Linked DNA regions of Macaca mulatta: region 1 is linked to region 2. The links are chromatin contacts, called in public Hi-C maps. All regions are on one chromosome and are shown on one strand. Each heading gives the region's core, a stretch centred on a gene start, on an enhancer-like site or on the middle of the called end of the contact. The rest is flanking DNA. Distances are from core to core; before and after follow the strand shown. Region 1 overlaps ASIC4 (acid sensing ion channel subunit family member 4). Region 2 holds the start of DES (desmin).

Region 1 (4,839 bases), core at 1,593-4,092, 110 kb before region 2:
CAGAGACATGAAGAGGCTGATGGAGAGGTAGGGAAGGGTAGGCAGCACGGACCCAGTGTGTGGTCGGCACACTCGATGTAGATATTTGGTGGGCAGATGGTCTCATTGCCTGAAAGGAGAGAAGATTATTCCTAGAATCTACGATCACTTCCCCTGTCCCCCACACGCCCAAATGTAAGCACATACATGCATGCACACACATATGCACACATTTGCATAAATGTGCTTGAACACCACACACACAACCCCCACAAATATGCAACCATGGATATAAATGAGCATACATGTACACAAATACATATCAACATGCACACAGGCATCTGCATGCCAGCATTCCCACAGGCATATGTGAAACCATGTTTAAAAGTCCCAAACACACACATGCACACTCACACGGGTACAGACACACACATATGTTGTATACATGCGCCTGCCTGTGCACATGAGCAGTGCCTTGCCCCAGGAGGCTCTGGAGCCCAGCAGGGTGGCATGGAGGGCTAGCTAGGGGTGGGGTGCCCACCTGGCATGTGCACCATCCGGCAGTGGCAGCGCTGAAGCACAGCCTCCTTTTCACAGCGCAGCCGGCAGGCAGACACACTGTAGGCCGAGTAGCCCTGAAGCTCAGGCTCCCTGAGCTCACTCTCCGCGCGGCAGTTGCCCCAGGGCTGGGGCAGGTAGGTCAGCTGCAGAGGTGGGTCATGATGAGGTCATGCTCAGGAATCCCACCCGGTCCTCCAGTGCCCACAGCCCCAGCAAAGTCAATACAGCTGGCAGGCTGTGAGCTTCTAAAGGGCAGGTTTGCTCTGCATCCCCTCTGAGCCCAAAGGTGAGCCCTGTGCCCAATCCAGGGCCTGGCAGGAGGTGCTCACCCGCTGTTCCTGGCAGGACACAAAGGTCTGGAAGCCTGGGGACACCCCGAACCCCAGCTGGTGGATGTAGGGCGGCTCCTCCTGGCTGTGGATCTGCACCCGAATACCTGCCTCAAACGACGTCTCATCTGCACAGCAGAGATGGGGACCTTTGGAAACCCATCCCAGGCAGAGGGCCCAGGCCCCAGTCCCCAAGATGGCCCTTGTCCCTTTCCGGCCTGCGTACTTGTCTCCCTCCAGATGGGTAGGTACTCCTCCTGCTGGATGTCCAGCATGATCTCCAGGCCACTGCCCATGCCCCCTGCCCGGCTGGGCAGCGAGCTCCGCGGGTCCGCGTTGAAGGTATAACACTTCCCATAGCGAGTATAGACCTGGGAGGTGGGGTGAGAGAGCAGGAGGGGAGATGAAAGTAGTGGCCAAGGCAACTCCGAAGTTCCCTGCTCCCCGCCGAGGGCCACTAGATCTGCTTGGACACTCCAGTCCCATATCCTAGCAAGCAATGTATAGCCCAGTCTCTCCAATGAGCGCCAACTTTTCCACTGATGGCCTCCCTTAGATGATTAAAAGGCATCTCCAACTTAACATATCAGCACATCAACACCTTCCCAAACGCTGCCTGCCCCACACCATCCTCCTCCTCCCTAGTAAACCACCCCACTATATCCATCCAGTTTCTCAAGTCGGAATTTCTAAAATCTCCCCATCCATCATCCCTGCTTCTTTTTCTTTCTTTTTTTTTTAGATATGGTCTTGCTCTGTTGCCCAGGCTGGTATGCAGTGGCACGATCTCGGCTCACAGCAGCCTCAACTTTCCAGGCTCAAGCCATCCTCCTGCTTCAGCCTGACAAGCAGCTGGGATTGCAAGCATATGCCACCAAGCCTAGCTAAGTTTTTTTATTTTTTATTTTATATTTGTAGAGACAGGGTCTTGCCATGTTGCCCAGGCTGGTCTTGAACTCTTAGGCCCAAGCAATCCTTCTGCTTTTGGCTTCCCAAAGTGCTGGGATTACAAGCATAAGCCACCACATCCAGCCTCCAGGCCACTTCTGAAATATATTTAGAATCCATCCACTTTCCTTCCTTCTCCAGCAACCCCCATTTTGCCATCTCCTTCTAACTGGTCTCCCACCTTGGTCCACCATTGCCCCTCCCTACTGGAAGCTATGGTGCCCAGTCCACGGTGCTCAGATCCAATGAAACCACTCACTGACTTACCCAACAATAGCTTCCCATTTCCCACATAACAAAGTCACGCTCCTTCCCTAACCCAAAAGTGCCCATGTGATGTGGCCCTTGCCTGCCTTTCCGCCACCTCCCCCATATCTGACAAGTTCAGACACTCGGACTCCTTTCCTCCTCAGGCTTTTGTTGTTGTTGTCCCCTCTCCTGGAATGCCACTGCACACACACTCTTGGTATGGCTAGCTGCCCATCGCTGAAGCCTCAGCATGTCACACTCATACATCACACAGACACGTTCAGTGTCACCGTCCTTGCATCCACATGTCTGTTAGTTTGCCCCAAGTACTTATCAAGACCTGAGATGATCTTGTTCATCTACTTGTCTCCTGTCCATTGTCCATCTCCCTCAATGAGCGTGTATGCTGCACAGAAGCAGTGAGCCTGTCTGGTGTCCCCAGCCTCCGGCCCAGTGCGGGGCACAAGGGACACTTAATAAGCTGTCTCTGCAGCACAGAAGCCAGGCTCCCTTTTCCTCTGCGGACAGTTCTCCTGCATGGACAGCAGATGGCGCTGGCGCCCCGGAGATGGAAGCCCAGGCTCCTGCTGGGGATTTAGCTGCCGCCAGCAGCTGCGCAGCGGCAGGGGTGGAGAAGAGGCTGAGGGAGAGGAGGGTTCTAGTTCCCCCGTGCCAGGCTTCCCCAACAGAGCCGAGCCCCTGGGTCAAACCCATCACAGGCAGCACCTTCCCTGGGGGCAAGGGGTCGGCGCACTCAATCACGCTCTCCCGCTCCCCCTCCCCTCTCCTTGGGAACATTTTCCACTGGTAAAAGCTGGGAGAAATAGCAGGAAGCAGTGTGGAAGGAAAAAGAGATCCTGAATGCCTGGTTTCACAGGGGGAGTGCAGAAGGAAGAGGGGCCGGGTGGAGAGCAGCGAACCAACTGAGAGTCCTCCCGAGACCTCCTAGGGGTCCCCATCCCTGAGAACTAGACCACCCTGCTGCGGTGCTCTGGGAGCTGCAGCCCGGATCCTTCTCTCTCCCACAGTTCTTCTACCACTCAACCACCCTGCCTCCCGTTCCCGAAACAAAAACGTGTGCACCACAAACAAAGCACCCTGAGTTTACAGAACATGGTGCCGTCTACCGCTGCCCACATCCCCTCAGTACCAGCTAGGTGTAGTTGTCCCGACTACTGCAGATGAGGACATCACAGCTCAGAGAAGTGAAGTGACATTCAAAGTCACACGGCTGGGAAGAAGGAGAGGTGCACCTCATCCAGGGGTCAGGGGCAAGGCTCCAGCTGCTCCCGCAAACCATTGCTTGTACCCCCACCCCAAGCCTACCCTACCTCAGGACCCAGCTCCTGCCCCAGCCCCATCCAGGTAGATGAAACAGGAATGGGCCCCAGGCCCGTCCCCTTCTCTTCTCCCATTCCCCTTTCGCTTCTGCACCGTTCCTCTTGACCTTCCTCACCCTTTCTTCTCCATATCGGCTTCCCTTCAATTCCTCACCTGTCCCCCGAGTCTTCTCCTTTCCTAACACCCCACACACACCTTTACCAGCTTCCAGGTTCAAGTTCTTGACCCCATTGGTATCACCCCTGCCCTCCTCCCTATTATGTGTCCATCTGTGGGGCAGGAGTGGGTGTCACGGACAGCTCAGGAGCGCTCAGTATGCCCCATGCAGTGTGCTAAACGCTTCACATGGTCTATCTGGATGAATCCTCACAACTACCCTGTGAGGTGGGTATTATTATCTCCCCATTCTGCAGAGAAAGAAATGGAGGCTCAGAGAATTCAGCTGGTTTCCCAAGATGTTCAAGCTCAGGGCTTCTCAAATGCTATTATGCACATGAATCAGGGGGATCTTTTTAAAGTGCAGATTCTGATAGAACAGATGTGGGGAGGGGGTTGGACAAGGCTGAAAGTCCATGGACCACACTGTGAATAGAAAGGCACTAGATGAAGGGGGAGAACCCAGCAAGACAGCCCGACTCTAGACCTGTGCTCTTATCACAAGTCACTGGAGGTGGAGGAACCCTGAAGTGGGCTGGGTGCAAGATTCCTCTGTCCCATCCGGGTGCAGTGGCTGACACCTGTAATCCCAGCACTTTGGGAGACCGAGGAGGGCAGATCACTTGAGGTCAGGGGTTCGAGACCAGCCTGACCAACATGGTGAAACCACATTTCTCCTAAAAACACAAAAATTAGCTGGGCATCGTGGTGGGCACCTGTAATCCCAGCTACTCGGGAGGCTGAGGTAGGAGAATTGCTTGAACCCAGGAGGCGGAGGTTGCAGTGAGCTGAGATCACACTGTACTCTAGCCTGGACAACAGAGCGAGACTCCATCTCAAAAAAAAAAAAAAAAAAGTCCAGGCCCTGGGGGTCATGCCTGTAATCCCAACACTTTGGGAGGCTGAAGCAGGTGGATCACAAGGTCAGGAGTTTGAGACTAGCCTGGCCACATGGTGAAACTCCCATCTCCACTAAAAATACAAAAATCAGCCGGGTGTGGTGGCAGGCGCCTGTAGTCCCAGCTACTCAGGAGGCTGAGGTAGGAGAATCGCAAATGGCTGAGATTGCACCGCTGCACTCCAACCTGGGTGACAAAGCGAGACTCTGTCTCAAAAAAAAAAAAAAAAAAAAAAGGAAAAGAAAAACTTCCTGGTTCCTAGTGGTTTGGAAAAGGCAGATGGGAGGCATATATTAGTATTTGTAGAAATCTGAAAGTACTCAACCTCTTCCTAATTCAAACCAAGAAGATGCTGGAATCAGCTCTTGCTGACACAG
Region 2 (5,242 bases), core at 1,902-4,401:
CTCGCGCAGGTGGCGGGCCATCTCATCCTTGAGGTGCCGGATTTCCTCCTCCAGGCGCGCGATGTTGTCCTGGTAGCCACTGGCCTCACTGGCAAATCGGTCCTCCAGTTCCCGCATCTGCCTCATCAGGGAATCGTTCTGCAGGAGAGGGGGAACCCAGGTCAAGGAAGGGAAGAGGACACTGGGAGCCCAAAATGAGGAAGGACACAGCTTTGGGGCTGGCAGGCAACTCCAGATGGTCAGGCCCAGGACATGTTGAACCCTGAACTCAAATGAAATCTATATGTGGACACTCAGAATAAAATAGATAAAAAGGAACATCTGTGTTCAGCCTCAGAGTCCGCACACAGGCAGATGCCCCAGGAACCCCTGATTCTTTAGCATCCAACTGGAATCCACTTGTCTGGTTTTATCCCTATTGTAGATTTAAGTAGATGAAGGCCCAGAGAGGGTCTATGATGGGCCCAAGGTCACAAAGTGAGGGTGTGAACTGCAGACAGGAAGGGGCAGGGCCTGGCCAGGTGGGTAGGGACTCACAGTGCCCTTGAGGGCATCAATCTCGCAGGTGTAGGACTGGATCTGGTGTCGGTATTCCATCATCTCCTGCTTGGCCTGGCGCAGGGCATCGTTGTTCTTGTTGGCTGCCTGGGTCAGGTCTGACACCTAAGGGCGGAGAAAGGAGCCCAAAAATGAGGAGGATGCAGGGCACAGGTAGGGATGAGCAAGGGAGCATGGAGCCTCTGGGCTCTCCTCCCATGGATGATGCCACAGGCAGCACATCCAAGCTGGGGCTCAGGGTGACAGAGATGCCAGTCCCTGGGTGAGGCCACCCACCTTCGACTTGTACCACTCCTCAGCTTCAGAAATGTTCTTAGCCGCGATAGTCTCATACTGAGCCCGGATGTCCCTGAGGGCGGCAGTGAGGTCTGGCTTAGACATGTCCATCTCCACCTGGACCTGCTGTTCCTGAAGCTGAGCCTGCAACTCACGGATCTCCTGTAGGGCATGGCTGGGCTTCAGTCCCCTCTCAGGGCCCACACAGCACCCTCACACCCCTATTCCCAGCCAGAGCCTCACCCCAGCCCCACTTTCCGGCTGCTTTCCCCATGGCCCAGTGACCCCAGGAAGAGGGGCCAAGGCATACCTCTTCGTGCACTTTCTTAAGGAACGCGATCTCCTCGTTGAGAGATTCAATTCTGCGCTCCAGGTCAATGCGAGCTAGAGTAGCTGCATCCACGTCCTGGGAGAGGCCAAGCAAGAAGGACATAGTCACCACCACCCAGGTGGGGTAGAGCAAAGCCAGAGGCCATGCGAGGGGAAAAGAAGGGCACTCACCGCTCGGAAGGCAGCCAAATTGTTCTCTGCTTCTTCTTTCAACTGAATCTCCTCCTGCAGCCTGGGTGGGACAGACAGACAGACAGACAGTTGTGGGCGATAAAGCTGGCAGTGGAAACGACTGGCCGGGTGCTGACCAGGGAGTAGGTATGGGACAGAGCGGGAGGGCCTGGCTGCTGGGTAGACACAGGAGAGAAAGGGAGTGGAGAGGCCCCACCCATCCAGGGAGGGCACAGGAAGTGGCCCAATCTCTGCCCAGGAGCCACACCCTTGAAGTCTATGTCCCCACCAGATTGTGTGACCTCCCTGGGGTTAGAAACTGTGTCTATTTTATCCGCCTCTGTGTTGCTGGTTCCCAGCTCCAGCCTGGCCAATATAACTGCTCAATTAATATTTATGACTTTGGTGGCAGGAGGGTGACTCTGCTCACTTGGCCTGTCAGAAGTGGGACCAACAGATACGCTATACTTGCTGCCCTTTTCGTTTCAGGAGCCTGGTGAGGCCTACAGTCAGGTCCTCCCAAGCTCTCTGAGAGCTGTGGCCCCCACCTACTCCCTTTTTCTCCAGCCTGTCTATCCACCTTGTAAAAACACACAGTCTCAGCAAGTCCCCAGGGTCAAGCTCCCCACTCCACCCTGCCTCCCCAGGGCCTCATCACAGCTGAGCTGAGAGCTGTTGCTTGGACTCTGGGCCCTTGCCCTGCTTTCCCTGTCTCCTATCAGCCTCCCTTCTCCCTCTGGCTACACTGCCCTCTGGGCTTCCTGCAGCCCTTCCTCTGCCCATCAACTACCTGACCCCATAAACATCGCCCCAGCATCTTAAAATGCTTTTTAAGGGGGCTGCCCAAATGGCACCGGGTCCCCTAAATTCTCCCATATCCACCCCCTGATCTATGTCCCCAAGAAAACTCCTATGCAAGATGGGATCGCAGGGGGAGAGACCTGGAGGTCACGGCCCCTTGAAACACACGGGTGGAGGACCCTTTCCCCGCGTGGGGCAGGAGAGGGTCCCGGACCCCGGGAGAAGGCATGTGCTGACAGCGGGACCCCAGCCCCCAGGCCTAGCCCCCTGTGCCCCGCCCGCGGAAAGAGGAGTCTGGGGCGCCGGGCCCTCACTTGGCCTTGAGCCGCTGCAGGTCGTCGAGCAGGTTGTCGCGCTCGACGTCGACGCGGGCGCGCTGGTTAGTGAGCACCTCCACCTGGCGCCGCAGCTCGCGCAGCTCCTCCTCGTAGAGCTCGGCCACTCGCGTTGGCTCGCGGCCCTTGAGCCGGTTCACCTCGGCTGCGAGCGCCGCGTTCTGCTGCTCCAGGAAGCGCACCTTCTCGATGTAGTTGGCGAAGCGGTCGTTGAGTTCCTGCAGCTCCACCTTCTCGTTGGTGCGCGTGGTCAGAAACTCCTGGTTCACCGCGTCGGCCAGAGAGAAGTCCAGCAGCTCGCCCGCGCCATAGGAGGAGGGCGCGCGAGTGGTCCCCAGCCGGCTGGCCCGCAGCGACCCCAGGCCCCCGGCCCCGCCCGACGTGCGCGACACCTGGTACACGCGGGACGTCACCGAGCTGGAGGAGCCCTTAGAGCCGAAGCCCGCCCGCGGGAACACGGGCGAGCTCAGCGGGGAGCCGAGCGGGAAGCTCGGAGCCCCGCCGAAGGTGCGGCGGTAGGAGGACACGCGCTGGCTGGACGAGTAGGCCTGGCTCATGGTGGTGGCGCGGGCGAGGCTGGCGGGCACACGGAGGAGGCGGCGGGCAGGCGGCCGGCCGGAGAGTGGATGCGGCGAGGGAAGACAGGGCCCCCAGCCGTCTGCACTATTTGTATCCCTCCTGACATCAGCCCCCGCTGCCCCTCCCCTGACAGCTGCAGGATCCCGCTGTCCTGCCAGGAAAGGGCGGCCCCTGGCCGTGGGGGCGGGGAGGCCAGCTACCCCGCAAGAGGCCTGCGCCCCTGAGTCAGCCAGTGGGGGTCCTGTGACAGGCAGGCCTGCCAATCCTTCGCCAGGGCAGCAAGCATGCCTGCAGTCCCCAGGCGGGCCTCTTTCAGCCCTGGTTATCTCCTCGTCCTGGCCGGGGAGGGGGTCAGGGGAGACAGCAGAAGAGAGGCTTCCCTTTAGTTTGAGGGCCTCCTTTTTGGTCAAGGAGAGACTTTGGGTCATTTCTTAAAGGGTCAAGGCCTGCTTCCAGAAAGGCCCCAAACCACCTTGTTCCTAAACATTGTCTTGAAGTTGAAGAGGTTTGGGAGGTCTCAGGCAAAGACCAGCCAGGCTGGAGGGTGGGGTCTCTAGGCAGGCAGGGAGGGCCGGGAGATGCCTGGCAGGCAGAGGGATCCTGGCCAAAGCCTGCCATGTATATCTGCAGGCGAGCTGGCCCTGAGCCTCAGTTTCCCTCTGGACTGGTACAGGCCCTCTTCCTCCCCCCTACTGTGGATGGCGAGGCCTCAAGTTTATAAACAGTAGGGTGATTTCCAGAAAGGGTCTGATGAGCTTTCAGTTTCCAATTGCTATGTCCACTCCCACCCCCGCACAGACTTTGTCTGGCTCCTGCCCCCAGGGTCCCCCACCCCCTCCCTGATTCATCCCCCTACTCACACCCCCCACGCCCACACACACCAGGGGTTTGTGTTTTGTCAGGAGCTGCATGTCAACCCAACCATCTTCCTGGCAGCAACAGCTGCCAACCCCAAATACCAGAGTGAGTATTTATAGAGGAGAACGCATCGGCTGGGAAACAAGGCACAGGAGAGAAGCTGTGGGGGGCAGGGGGTACCTGAGGAGGCATGGATGGGCGTCAGATAATCAAGGAAGACTAGGGTGACAGCCCCAATCACTTCCCACCCCCTATAATGCTCCAGGGCCCCCCCCCCGCCCACAAAAATGGAGCCCCACAGAGGGCCTGCCCAACCTCCAAAGCCCCCTCCTTAGTACAGGGCACTTGCTGACCCCTAAGGACATCCACCATTCTCCATGGGCACTGGCTGTGTCTCTACACCTCCACCTGGCACTCCAGGCCCCTCTTGGACTTGACCCTTTTGGAATGCAAACCCTGGAAATAGAGCGCTCTATTAGGAGCCAGTCACTGGTCCTACCCCAGCCCTGCCATCACCAGCTGGAGGGGTTACTAGTAGGCATGTCCTTGTCTGAGCCACAGCTCAGGCACGTCCTCTCTGAGCCCCAGCTTGTCAGATATAAAGTGAGAATGGTTAGCCTTGCTGTGCTACCCTATAAGGGTTTAAAGAGGCTCAGGCCCTACTAATGTATGTAGCAACAATAATACCTTACAGGTACTGATCACCTAGAGTGGGCCAAGCTGCTGAGCACTTCACACCCATGACCCCCAATTCTCCAACCCTAGGAGGTAGGGACTAGCATCATTACCATTTTATAGCTCAGGAGGCTAAGGCGGTCTGACCCCACAGCCTGTGCTTTGGCCCCAGGATGGGCGTGAATGTGCCAGGTAAATTGTAAAGGAGGCTTTGTTACTGAACTCTTTTCAAAGCCCTTTCCCATTAAGTGTCTAATTTTCATCCAAGCTACAAGCTTCTGAAATAGATGGGGGAGTTCCAGATATTCTTATCCAGCCCTCGAGTCAGTGCAAGCTGTTGTGTTCTCGTTATTTTTGTGTCTCATCTCCCAGACTGTATGCTCCTGGAGGATTTTGGAGACCATGTGGATCCTTAACACACTCAGGCAACACCATCTTTCTCATTGTCATTCAAAGTAGCCTGCAAGCTTTCTTTTTCCATTTCCTTATTTTGATGACATGCTGTGCCTCCTCCCCATCCCTCCACCCCTAAAGACCCTGATTCCAGCCAGTCTTATTACTGCATTCCCCTGACTTCAGTGACTGGGTCAAGGAATGGGCCTGGGAATGAGCAGGACCAATCAGAGACCTTCCCTGGAATTTATAGATCGAACTGGGAT

The links. Hi-C and Micro-C count contacts between places; a contact is called where the count stands out from the background.
Region 1: a Hi-C map of fetal cortex germinal zone shows a contact between it and region 2, with 4 times the contacts expected there. The contact joins the enhancer-like site here to the promoter of DES in region 2. A contact is called at or near these places in 9 of 14 Hi-C or Micro-C datasets (CD4 T cells, blood, cortical neurons and 5 more).

Annotation. Positions count from the first base shown.
Region 1 is chr12:124,769,849-124,774,687 of T2T-MMU8v2.0, reverse strand. ASIC4 (acid sensing ion channel subunit family member 4) reads right to left here. Exons shown (of 10, transcript XM_002808025.4): 2 at 1,096-1,240; 3 at 870-997; 4 at 521-683; 5 at 53-109. Among named protein-coding and RNA genes, the nearest start is that of CHPF, 13 kb to the left of the region's middle. Within about 2 kb of position 2,842, at least 5 of the 40 cell types and tissues checked have an H3K27ac peak or open chromatin away from gene starts, as enhancers often do.
Region 2 is chr12:124,657,887-124,663,128 of T2T-MMU8v2.0, reverse strand. DES (desmin) reads right to left here and starts at 3,151. Exons shown (of 9, transcript NM_001194266.2): 1 at 2,451-3,151; 2 at 1,336-1,396; 3 at 1,145-1,240; 4 at 835-996; 5 at 538-663; 6 at 1-138. The coding sequence starts at 3,028.